Regions from separate parts of the Columba livia genome. Here region 1 is linked to region 2. The links are chromatin contacts, called in public Hi-C maps. All regions are on one chromosome and are shown on one strand. Each heading gives the region's core, a stretch centred on a gene start, on an enhancer-like site or on the middle of the called end of the contact. The rest is flanking DNA. Distances are from core to core; before and after follow the strand shown. Region 1 holds the start of C14H5orf47 (chromosome 14 C5orf47 homolog). Region 2 holds the start of BOD1 (biorientation of chromosomes in cell division 1).

The links. Hi-C and Micro-C count contacts between places; a contact is called where the count stands out from the background.
Region 1: a Hi-C map of liver shows a contact between it and region 2, with 6 times the contacts expected there. The contact joins the promoter of C14H5orf47 here to the promoter of BOD1 in region 2. A contact is called at or near these places in 2 of 2 Hi-C or Micro-C datasets (crop and liver).

What each region holds. Positions count from the first base shown.
Region 1 is chr14:3,121,577-3,126,532 of bColLiv1.pat.W.v2, reverse strand. It overlaps C14H5orf47 (chromosome 14 C5orf47 homolog), which reads right to left and starts at 3,272. Exons shown (of 5, transcript XM_013367256.3): 1 at 1-3,272. It overlaps CPEB4 (cytoplasmic polyadenylation element binding protein 4), which reads right to left. Exons shown (of 10, transcript XM_021288926.2): 10 at 3,652-4,956.
Region 2 is chr14:2,977,922-2,982,748 of bColLiv1.pat.W.v2, reverse strand. It overlaps BOD1 (biorientation of chromosomes in cell division 1), which reads left to right and starts at 2,994. Exons shown (of 4, transcript XM_065029537.1): 1 at 2,994-3,275; 2 at 4,527-4,651. The coding sequence starts at 3,048. It overlaps LOC110359593 (a long non-coding RNA gene), which reads left to right. Exons shown (of 3, transcript XR_002414881.2): 3 at 47-1,884.

The DNA.
Region 1 (4,956 bases), core at 2,023-4,522, 140 kb before region 2:
AGCTCCCGTCCAAGCACAGAAAGCTCACGGTTTCGTGGCCTCTCTTCTGAAACCTGACGTGATCTCAGGCCAAAGTGCATCTGTAGGACCGTGTCATCACCAACACATCTGACCGCACACCAGACGGCTCCATTGAACCGCGGTATCAACACCCCTCAATGTCCTCGAGCAGAACGGCCACTTTGTAATGGTACCAGGGTCTTTGCAGAACCATTCCAGACACTGAACTCACAGAACCCCAGAATGTCAGGGGTTGGAAGGGCCCTGGGAAGCTCACCCAGTGCAATCCCCCCATGGAGCAGGAACACCCAGATGAGGTTACACAGGAAGGTGTCCAGGCGGGTTGGAATGTCTGCACAGAAGGAGACTCCACAACCCCCTGGGCAGCCTGGGCCAGGCTCTGCCACCCTCACCAGGAAGAAGTTTCTTCTCAAATTTAAATGTAACCTCTTGTGTTCCAGTTTGAACCCATTACCCCTTGTCGAGTTCTATAACACATTCAGAGCGCCGATCCAACCCCCACTTCAGCTACTATGACTGGAAAGACAGCTGCACGTATATTCTTATCCCACAGGCTGTTTTTCAAACTGACAGCCTGAATCAGCTTGTTTTACACAGAGGAAGAGATGTCGGTGTTTTTTCCTCATTTGTCCTTTCTGGGGCTGTTCCTTGTCTCAGATTTCCTGCAGTTCGGGCTGCGGCTGGACCGGCTTTCACAGCACTGAATAAACCGCAGCTGGAAATCGGGACGGACAGGAGAAACTGTCCAACAATAACCGGACAGCTAAGGGAGTCTCTTTAAAATATACCTTACCCTTTAAATCTGCGATAGATGGCTTATATCCACCTCCGCCCAAACAGTTTCTCCACTGGTGCGGAATGTCGCAGCTCATTTAGCCAAAGCAGCACCCAAGAGAAAGCTGGTGGCCGAGAGAGCTCCATGAGTTTGCATTGAAAGAAAATAGCTGAGATTCATGTACTGTGGAAATCATGAAATTCCACCCAGCGGGCACATCCCCATCTTCTAGAGCCTGTCTGTAGCGTTTAGTTATAGTTTCAGGACAAACTGAAACCCAAAAGGGATTTGTTATATCATCTTTCCTAGAAAGTTACTTCTCAGCAGTCCAGAATGAGCCAAGGCCACCACCATCAGTGATTATTTTTAGTTGTGAACACTCCAGACTTTTGGCATTTCACCTTGTCAAGCTGAATTTTTTAGCCTCTGCTTATGTAATAAAATTTCATTTATTAAATGTTGAAAGTATTTCACAACCTTCAGGTAGGAAATTTTTGAATGAATATACAAGTCCCGTGCTGTAAATCAGACACTATGAACTGATAAACACCTCTAAGCTTACAGCATTTTGGATTTAAATCAGGAAGGGAGTGCCTTGTTCCTGTGGGACATCACTAATCCCACCACTATGGCATTGAATCACTTGGGTTGGAAAAGACCTTGGAGATCACTGAGTGCAACCATTAACCACCAGGAGACTCAGACCACCAAGCTCCAGGACCCAATTTCACATCTATCACCCTTATTAAAACCATTATCAGATAAACCACTGGTAAGCACATGCTTCCTAAAATACCATTTGCACTTGAAAACAACGTCAAGAACTTGTTATTCCATTGGGAGCGGCTGAACTATGACGATTTCTAACAAGACCAAGGCAGAGACCGGAGAGATAACGCGCCGTACCAGCCGAGCCCCGTGCTCAACGCCGGGCAGTCCATCTGCTGCGGTTCCACCAGCACAAACTGCAGCGCCAAGCAATCGATGATTCGCTGCGCAGACAATGCACCTCCAGCCTCTGTATTTCTGATCCAGAGCGTACCAGCATTTTCTGTTTATTTTTAAATAGCCATTTTAAGGGATCGGAAGATTACGCACGGAGTCACCAGTGAAACTTTTCATTCTTATTAAAAAGTATTTTCTAAAGGCATTTGCTCCTAAGCGCGCATCATCTGAAGCCAGTGGGAATTGAAGTGATTAGCATCTTGCAGAACTAATCCCATTACGGCTCAATTCTGCAACATCTGCATTTCCTGAAGCACCCACAGAAAAGAACGCTACTCGACATCTATTTAACACGTACAGCACGGTCCCTTAGCTGGTGGCACGAGAGATTAGTGGCTCAGACACCAACACAAAGTGCTGCTCAGGGCAATGGGACCAGGTCGGCTCGTGCTCCAGGACTCTTTTGGGCAGCAGTTCATTCTCACAAGGTGCACGGGCATGTTCCAACTCACAATTCCAGAGCGACTCCCAGACCGATCAGAATTACACTTCGCTGGAGTGTAACAAACACTGCGGTTTGTAACAAAGCAAGAAACCCAAGGAAGTTTGGGGAATTCCTTGTAACTGAGGATGCAGAACTCTTGAATCCTTTACGCAGGATTCCTGTTGAATAGGAGGTCATAAGGGCAGCTCATAAGGCTGTTAACACTTCACAAGACACTGCAAGTTTAGATATTTTAAACGCTACCAAGCTCTTTAAAATGCCAGACCTTTTCCTTCTATCAGATCACATCCATGCAACAATTACAAAAGAATCCTCGTCTGTCTCACCTTGTGGGGATCTACCCCATCCCCAGGCTGGTGATCCCTTTGCCCCAGCTGCACATGGTGCGTTACCCGTCTCAGTGGTGTTGTCACCCACCTGCCCAACTGACTCCATTTTCACCTTTGTCCCTATGGATTAGCAGCAGAGAGTATCAAGTAGAGCCAAGTGATCCAGCCACAGTCCTTTGGCCGGGCCTGCACCCCCTGCAGGACCATCCTTGGTGCTGGGACCACAACGGGGCCGCAGGACCGGGACCAGACCGGGGCTGCAGGACCGGGACCACATAAGGCTGAGCAAAAGGTAGAACCGGCAGCGCTGAAGCTGCTGAAAGGCTTTTCCAAAGCTACACACAACTTCTAACGAATACTCAACAAGCACCAGATTCACAAAATTAAGGAGCCGGCATTCAACGTGCTCTGAAGACAACAGCAGGACGCGAGCAGTGAAAAGCGTTCATCTTAAAGCCTGATTTAAAGAGCAGCTCTACAGTCCTCCAGACATCACCCTTCCCACTTCTGCAGCATCGCGCGCTGATTTGGCACCGATTTAACGCAGCGTTCAGGGCACTCAACAGCCCTCAGGTGGTTATGACCCTCCCTGCACCCCCTGCAGGACCATCCTTGGTGCTGGGACCGGAACGGGGCTGCAGGACCGGGACCAGAACGGGGCTGCAGGACCGGGACCACAACGGACCCGCAGGACCGGGCCCACAACGGGGCCGCAGGACCGGGGCCGCAAGACCAGGACCACAACGGGGCCGCAGGACCGGGGCCGCAGGACCAGGACCACAACGGGGCCGCAGGACCGGGACCACAACGGGGCCGCAGGACCGGGGCCGCAGGACCGGGCCCACAACGGGGCCGCAGGACCGGGACCACAATGGGGCCGCAGGACCGGGACCACAATGGGGCCGCAGGACCGGGACCACAACGGGGCCGCAGGACCGGGGACCACAACGGGGCCGCAGGACCGGACCCGCAGGACCGGGACCACAACGGGGCCGCAGGACCGGGACCACAACGGGGCCGCAGGACCGGGCCCGAGCCTACAGGAAGCTTAAAAAAAAACAGGTTAAGAAGCAACATTGAGTTAAAAGTTTTATTCATTCAACATCTCACATTACAAATATTTAAAAATTATATGCATACTGGTATAAATAGTCATTTGCAAACTATTTAATAACATTAATTTCCACTAGCACTTCAACAAATGAACTCTTTAAAAAAAGTAACTTGTGTTATATAACTTAAGAGTAGAACATACAAAAATATGAACTTAAACGTGAAAATGACTTTAATAAAAAATGAATTACCCTTATTTAAAATGCTATAATAAATACTACAACCTCCCCATACACAGTAAAAACTATATGGAAATTCAGCCAAGTAGTACAATTAACTGACATACTTAAATAACTCTTCCTTCTGATAATATGAGCAATACATCGGGGGAAAAACATATTAGGGATTAGTAAAAACTAGACACCCACTTGCTAAAAGTTTCACTTCCAAAAAATATAACAAAAAAATCTGATGAAAATTATAAAAACTAATTATACTTTAAAATTTTAAAATATAAAAAATAAAACAGTTGAATACAATATTGTCCCAATTCTTACAATGCTATCACAGTAGCTTTAAAATAAGATAATAAAATAAAGCAAATGACCCAAACCTTTTATTCCACTTTTTTTTTAAAAATAATCTCAAATTTACATTAGTAGAAAGATTGATTTCTGATTCTTTTCTTTAGAAACACCAGCAAGAAAGAGGATTTACTAGAACAGTAGAAAATGACATTTTTAAATGTCTTCAATTAAAAACAAAGAATTACACTGCAAAGATCTTCCAGAAGTCTGAAATAGGTATTGCACATAACTTGAAGTCAACTTGCCACAATTCATCACATTCAAGTTTTAAATCACCTTTTAACAGAAGGTTTTAATTCTTCAACAACAAAAGGGGTGAATTATCAAGTCTTTCCAACAGCATCCTTAGAAAACGCTCAATTCACTCACTGCAAGTTCTCAATTTGCGTTCTGCAGAGCTCTGTGTATGGAGAAGTTCAAACTCTACCAAAAGCACGGGGCGGTGGGGCTCCTCTACATCGAAAATAATCAGAAACACCTTATTTTACATTGCGAAAAGAACCATGTAATTACTCTGTAACTACACTGTAAGTACACGGCCGGTGCCATGCGAGTGGGAGGAAAACTACATGCGCGTTCTGAACCCCGTTGCAAACCCAACTGAGAGCCCCGGGCCGGCGAGCCAGGCCGCGGCGGTGCCGGCGAGCCAGGCCGTGGCGGTGCCGGCGAGCCAGGCCGCGGTGGTGCCGGCGAGCCAGGCCGCGGCGGGGCCGGCGAGCCAGGCCGCGGCGGGGGCTCCAC
Region 2 (4,827 bases), core at 1,745-4,244:
TACCCAAATAGATTAGATTAAATGCTATGTTTTTCTTGTGCCACAGCTACAGATCTCAAAACTATAAAACGCTGCTTGACCGAGGCCACACAGCCAGCCAACTTGTACAAGGAACCCATGAATCCTCCTTATCTCTGCTAGCGACCTGGTTTACTCCTTCCCCACCAACTGAAACACCAGCTGCATGTCCCTTTGTGCCATGCTGAGAAATAGATCACTGCATCCACCTGCAGATGAAAGAAAAGGTGGAATGCAGGGATGTGAGCAGTGCTTCTCTAGAAACAGCAGCATCAGTGCTGCTCTCCCACCTCAGCACCATCAAAGCAGCTCCAAACAAGCTGCCATAGCTGGGGGCGGTGACAGCACTTCGGAACCAGAGGGAATGGCAGGAAGATGCGCCGGGGAAAGTCGGGTTGGACATTAGGAGAAGGTTCTTCATGCAGAGGGTGCTGGACACTGAACAGGCTCCCCAGGGAGGTGTCACGGCCCCAACCTGACAGTGTTCAAGAAGAGACTGGACAACGTCCTCAGACACACGGTGTGAGCTGTGGGGTGTCCTATGCAGGGACAGGAGTTGGACTCGATGATCCTTGTGGGTCCCTTCTAAGCTGGGACATTCTATCATTCTATTTAACTGCAGCAAGAAGCAGCTCTGGGTGCTGCGGCCAGGAGATTTGCGCTGAGGCTTTGCCCCTCCTGCACCACCGGTACTGAAGCCTCTTTAACTCACTTGTTAATTGGGAGGAATTTAAACCTGTGGCAGTCCTCAGTAAACCCTGGGCCGAATCCTCCCGAGTGCTGTGTCCTGCTGAGCGGCTGCATTTGCCCTGGAGCTTCCTGGCTCCCAGCGCTTCAGCCCTGCAGACGGCAGGAGCCCTTCCCCGACACCCAAAAAACCCAAAAATTAAAAACCCCACAACAACCACCTTCTCCTCCGCGATTTACACAGGGGACGTGGGGACAGACACCCCTTTCCCCCGGCCCGGTTGCTACGTGTTCCCCAAGCGCCGAATTCCCCCCGGGCCCCGCAGGCATCGCCTGCCCGCTGCTGCCCCCTGCTGGAGCCGCTCGGCCCCGCCCGGACCCCCCCAGCATATCCCGCCCCCCCGTGGGGAGCCAGGGCCGTGTCCCCTAAAATGTACAGAAGGAGGGGGTGCAGGCTGCCGGGGGATTTTTTTTCTAGTCAAAATAAAACGTTTATGTGCTGGTCGAGAAGCCTCCAGAGTCTCCTGCCGATGCTGTGGTGTGTGCGGCATCAGCGCCGGTGTAAAACGAATAACGCGTGACAATGAATCGCGGCGGCGCAGGGTGTTGGGACAGCCAGATTAGCGCATTCCTGTCCGGGGTTATCTCCCTATGATGCCAGCGAACGGCGGCACAAGTGGTGAGGAGAAAGGGCTGCTGGCAGCTGTCAGGCAAATGTGATTCCAGGGATGCTTCTGAGTGACCGGATGAGTTGTGGAGGTTTTATACCCAACTTCGAGATAGCCCAGACGGACTTGTGACAGTGACAAGGCAGCTGGCCACAGAGACAGCCTTCCTGCTCCAGCTGGACAGCCTCACGTGTCTCTGCAGAACATGACAGTTGCACAAGATCACAGTCATGGAATCACAGGATGGTTTGTGTTGAAGGGACCTTCCCAGCTCCCCAGTGCCACACCTGCCATGACAGGGACATCTTCACCAGCTCAGGTCGCTCAGAGCCCCGTCCAGCCTGGCCTGGGATGTCTCATCCAGCACCTCTCTGGGCAACCTGGGCACCCTCAGTGTCCAAAAATTCTTCCTCCTGTCCAGCCTGAACCTCCCCTTCTTCAGCTTAAAACTGTTACCCCTTGTCATGTAGTAACAGAAGCTTTTGTCGGTGTAAAGCTCAGCTCTGAACACGCTGCCATTTTCTCCTCTTCTCTCCTCAAAGCTGCCAGATGGGAAGGGACGGCTTATGCCTCTCCTCAGAGCTGCTGAATTTTAATCAGGTAGGGAAGGACAATGCGTTGCACACAAAACGTTGCCATTTTTTACTCATTCGGCAGTACACAAGAAGGTGAGGATGCAGCCATACAGTGCACAGGGCTGATCACATCCACATGCAGCTTGTCCTTCTGCAGGTAAGATGCAAATACCCTACTGTGTTCAAGTCTTCTTTAAAATGTGGCTACGAAGGAAATAAAACTAATATATAGAATATGTACCTTGTGGCTTACAGACATGATCAGAGCAATAAATGACAGCAATGGTCACACACAACAGAGAAAGCACCTTGAACGGAGTCCCCCGGCTCATTCATGCCGCAGGGATGGGTGTCAGGACAGGCCTTTGGTGCTGCCCTTCCTTTCGCGAGCGGTGTGAGAAACGAAACCGAGTTCCTAGTGGAAACCCAGGATGATCACACACAAATTGATTTTCTCCCCAATTTACACAACTGCTGCCCTCACTACACCACTGAAAAACACACTCAAGTCACAACCTGGCAGAAATCGTCAGAGGAATCCGAGATTCCCCCACGGGGACAGGGATCCCAGGCCCTCAAGCCGCCCGTCTGGAGGGGCCTGCGGGGCGCTGAGGTGAACCCGGGGCCTCTGCCCCAAACGCGGCACTCGCAGGGCCGAGGCCTGACTGACTCTGCTCGGGATGAGCACACGGAGCCGCACGCTGCGTGCTCAGCGTCCAGTGGCCGACCCGGCTGGTTCCGAGAGGCACCAGCACCACCCTGCCCGCCGGGGCAGCCCCTTCCCCAGCCGCCGCTGCTGGCGGGGACAGCAGGGCCCGCATGTCCCCCGGGGCGAACTACAATTCCCAAGATACATTGCGAAGGGGCTGCGCACACGCTGCCTGGAGGGCAGGCTGCCGCGGTGCACCCTGGGACTTGTAGTTCCCCGAGCCAGCCCGCTGCCCGTGGCCCATAACGGCTCCTCCTGCGGAGAACTCGCCTCCCCGTGATGCAGCGCGCCAGGGTGACGCAGAAGGCCGCGCGCCGCCGGTCGCGGGGCCGGGGGCCGCGGGCGAGCGGGGCGCAGCCGCTGGCGGGCCCCGCGCGCGGGCCGTGGGCCATGGCCGAGAGCGGCGGCTCCGGCGGGGCCGCCCCGGGCGGGGGCGGCGGAGCGGGCGGGGGAGGGGGCGCGGGTGGCGCGGCGTCCAGCTCGGGGCCCGGCGTCACCGACCCGGCCTCGCTGCCGCCCGGCGACCCGCAGCTCATCGCCATCATCGTGGAGCAGCTCAAGAGCCGCGGCCTGTTCGACGGTTTCCGCCGGGACTGCCTGGCTGACGTGGACACCAAGGTAACGCTGCCGAACGGGGCTAGAGCTGCGGGTCCCTGGAACCCGCTGCCCCAAGGGGCCCCCGCGTCCCGTCCCGTCTCCTCCCCTCACTCGGGCCGGGGTGTTTCCTGCCCCCGGTGCCACCGCCATTGTCACACCGGCTGCTCTGAGGTGGCCCTGGCTTGTAGCGACGCCCCAGGGGACAAACAGGCCAGAGAACAAGCTCAGACGTTCATTTTCCATCCCAGGCACTATTAGGAAAACTGTTTTCCATAACAACGTTGCTCTTCTTGAGCATAATTCCCACATTTCCAAAGCAAGCATTTAACCTTCCTTTCTTGAGTAGATATTCTCAGACTATTGTTCAAAACTGTTTTCTTCCTCAGCCACAACACGAAATCCTGAGCGTTTGTTGGCGATGTTGAAGTTGAGTTGTTCATAATTGCCCTGTCAAAATCAAACACAGGTGCTTTGCTTTCCCACGCTTTTCTGCTTTCTGCGAGTCCTGTTCGGGGACCTACAATTGCCGGTCTAGGTCACCCCAGCAGGTATCGCGAAACCATTCCTGAAGCTGTAAGGTTACCCTCACCCAGCAGCCATAGGGCAGAGCAGCCTTGTCAGGACAGACAGATGCTGCCTGGACAGACACCGCACCTCTGTGACCAACCCTTTCATTCAGTCATCCATGTGCATATCAAATTCTGAAATATAAATGTTGCCCGCCTCTTGTCCTTTCCTTGCACAATACCAGGATCTGGATGGTCTTATGTGTTTATATGGGGTTTTTAGTTTAATTCCTATTCATTGGAACTAAGTTTCCACTGATAAAACCCACATAATTCTTATCTTCCATGTTAATATCACAGAAGCAAATAATTAAGTTCTTTGTTACTAACAATATTACTCAGGCAGTTTCCTAGGGATTCTGTGGTGGAGAGTTTACAGACAATAAGAACCCAGCTTAAACAACTCCTGTCTGCACGGGCAGTTTGCATCTCACTAAGTAATATCACGAGCAAACAATTTTGAAGCCAATCTATCCAGCAATTTAAATTATTATAATAGCACACTGACCAGCTGCTCTTTGCAACTACCAGTTGTGTTCTTAGGTAAAACAAGCTTACCTTTATTCTCTATCCTTCCACTTTCTGAACGCAGACAACAGGACACTAGCGTGCATGACAAAAGATGTACTATGAAGGACTCTGGCAGAGAACTGGTTTGGGATATTTTAGCTGTTCAAATGGATTTTGTTGTTTCTTTTGTTTCTAGCCAGCCTATCAAAACTTGAGGCAGAAAGTAGACAACTTTGTATCGACCCACCTGGACAAACAGGAATGGAATCCAACAATGAACAAAAACCAGTTGCGAAATGGGCTACGGCAGAGCGTGATTCAGTAAGTAAGCAACAGCCTGTAAAATAATGGTAAGGCTATTTGATAAGTGATATATAACTGTCTTACCACCTAAATCAAATAAGAATTTGCAGAATTAAGTTTTTCACCAAACTTTCTGTTCTGGTCTCCTGAGTTTCGTTATAACAGTGGATGCAGTCTTAGCTCCTATTAAAATG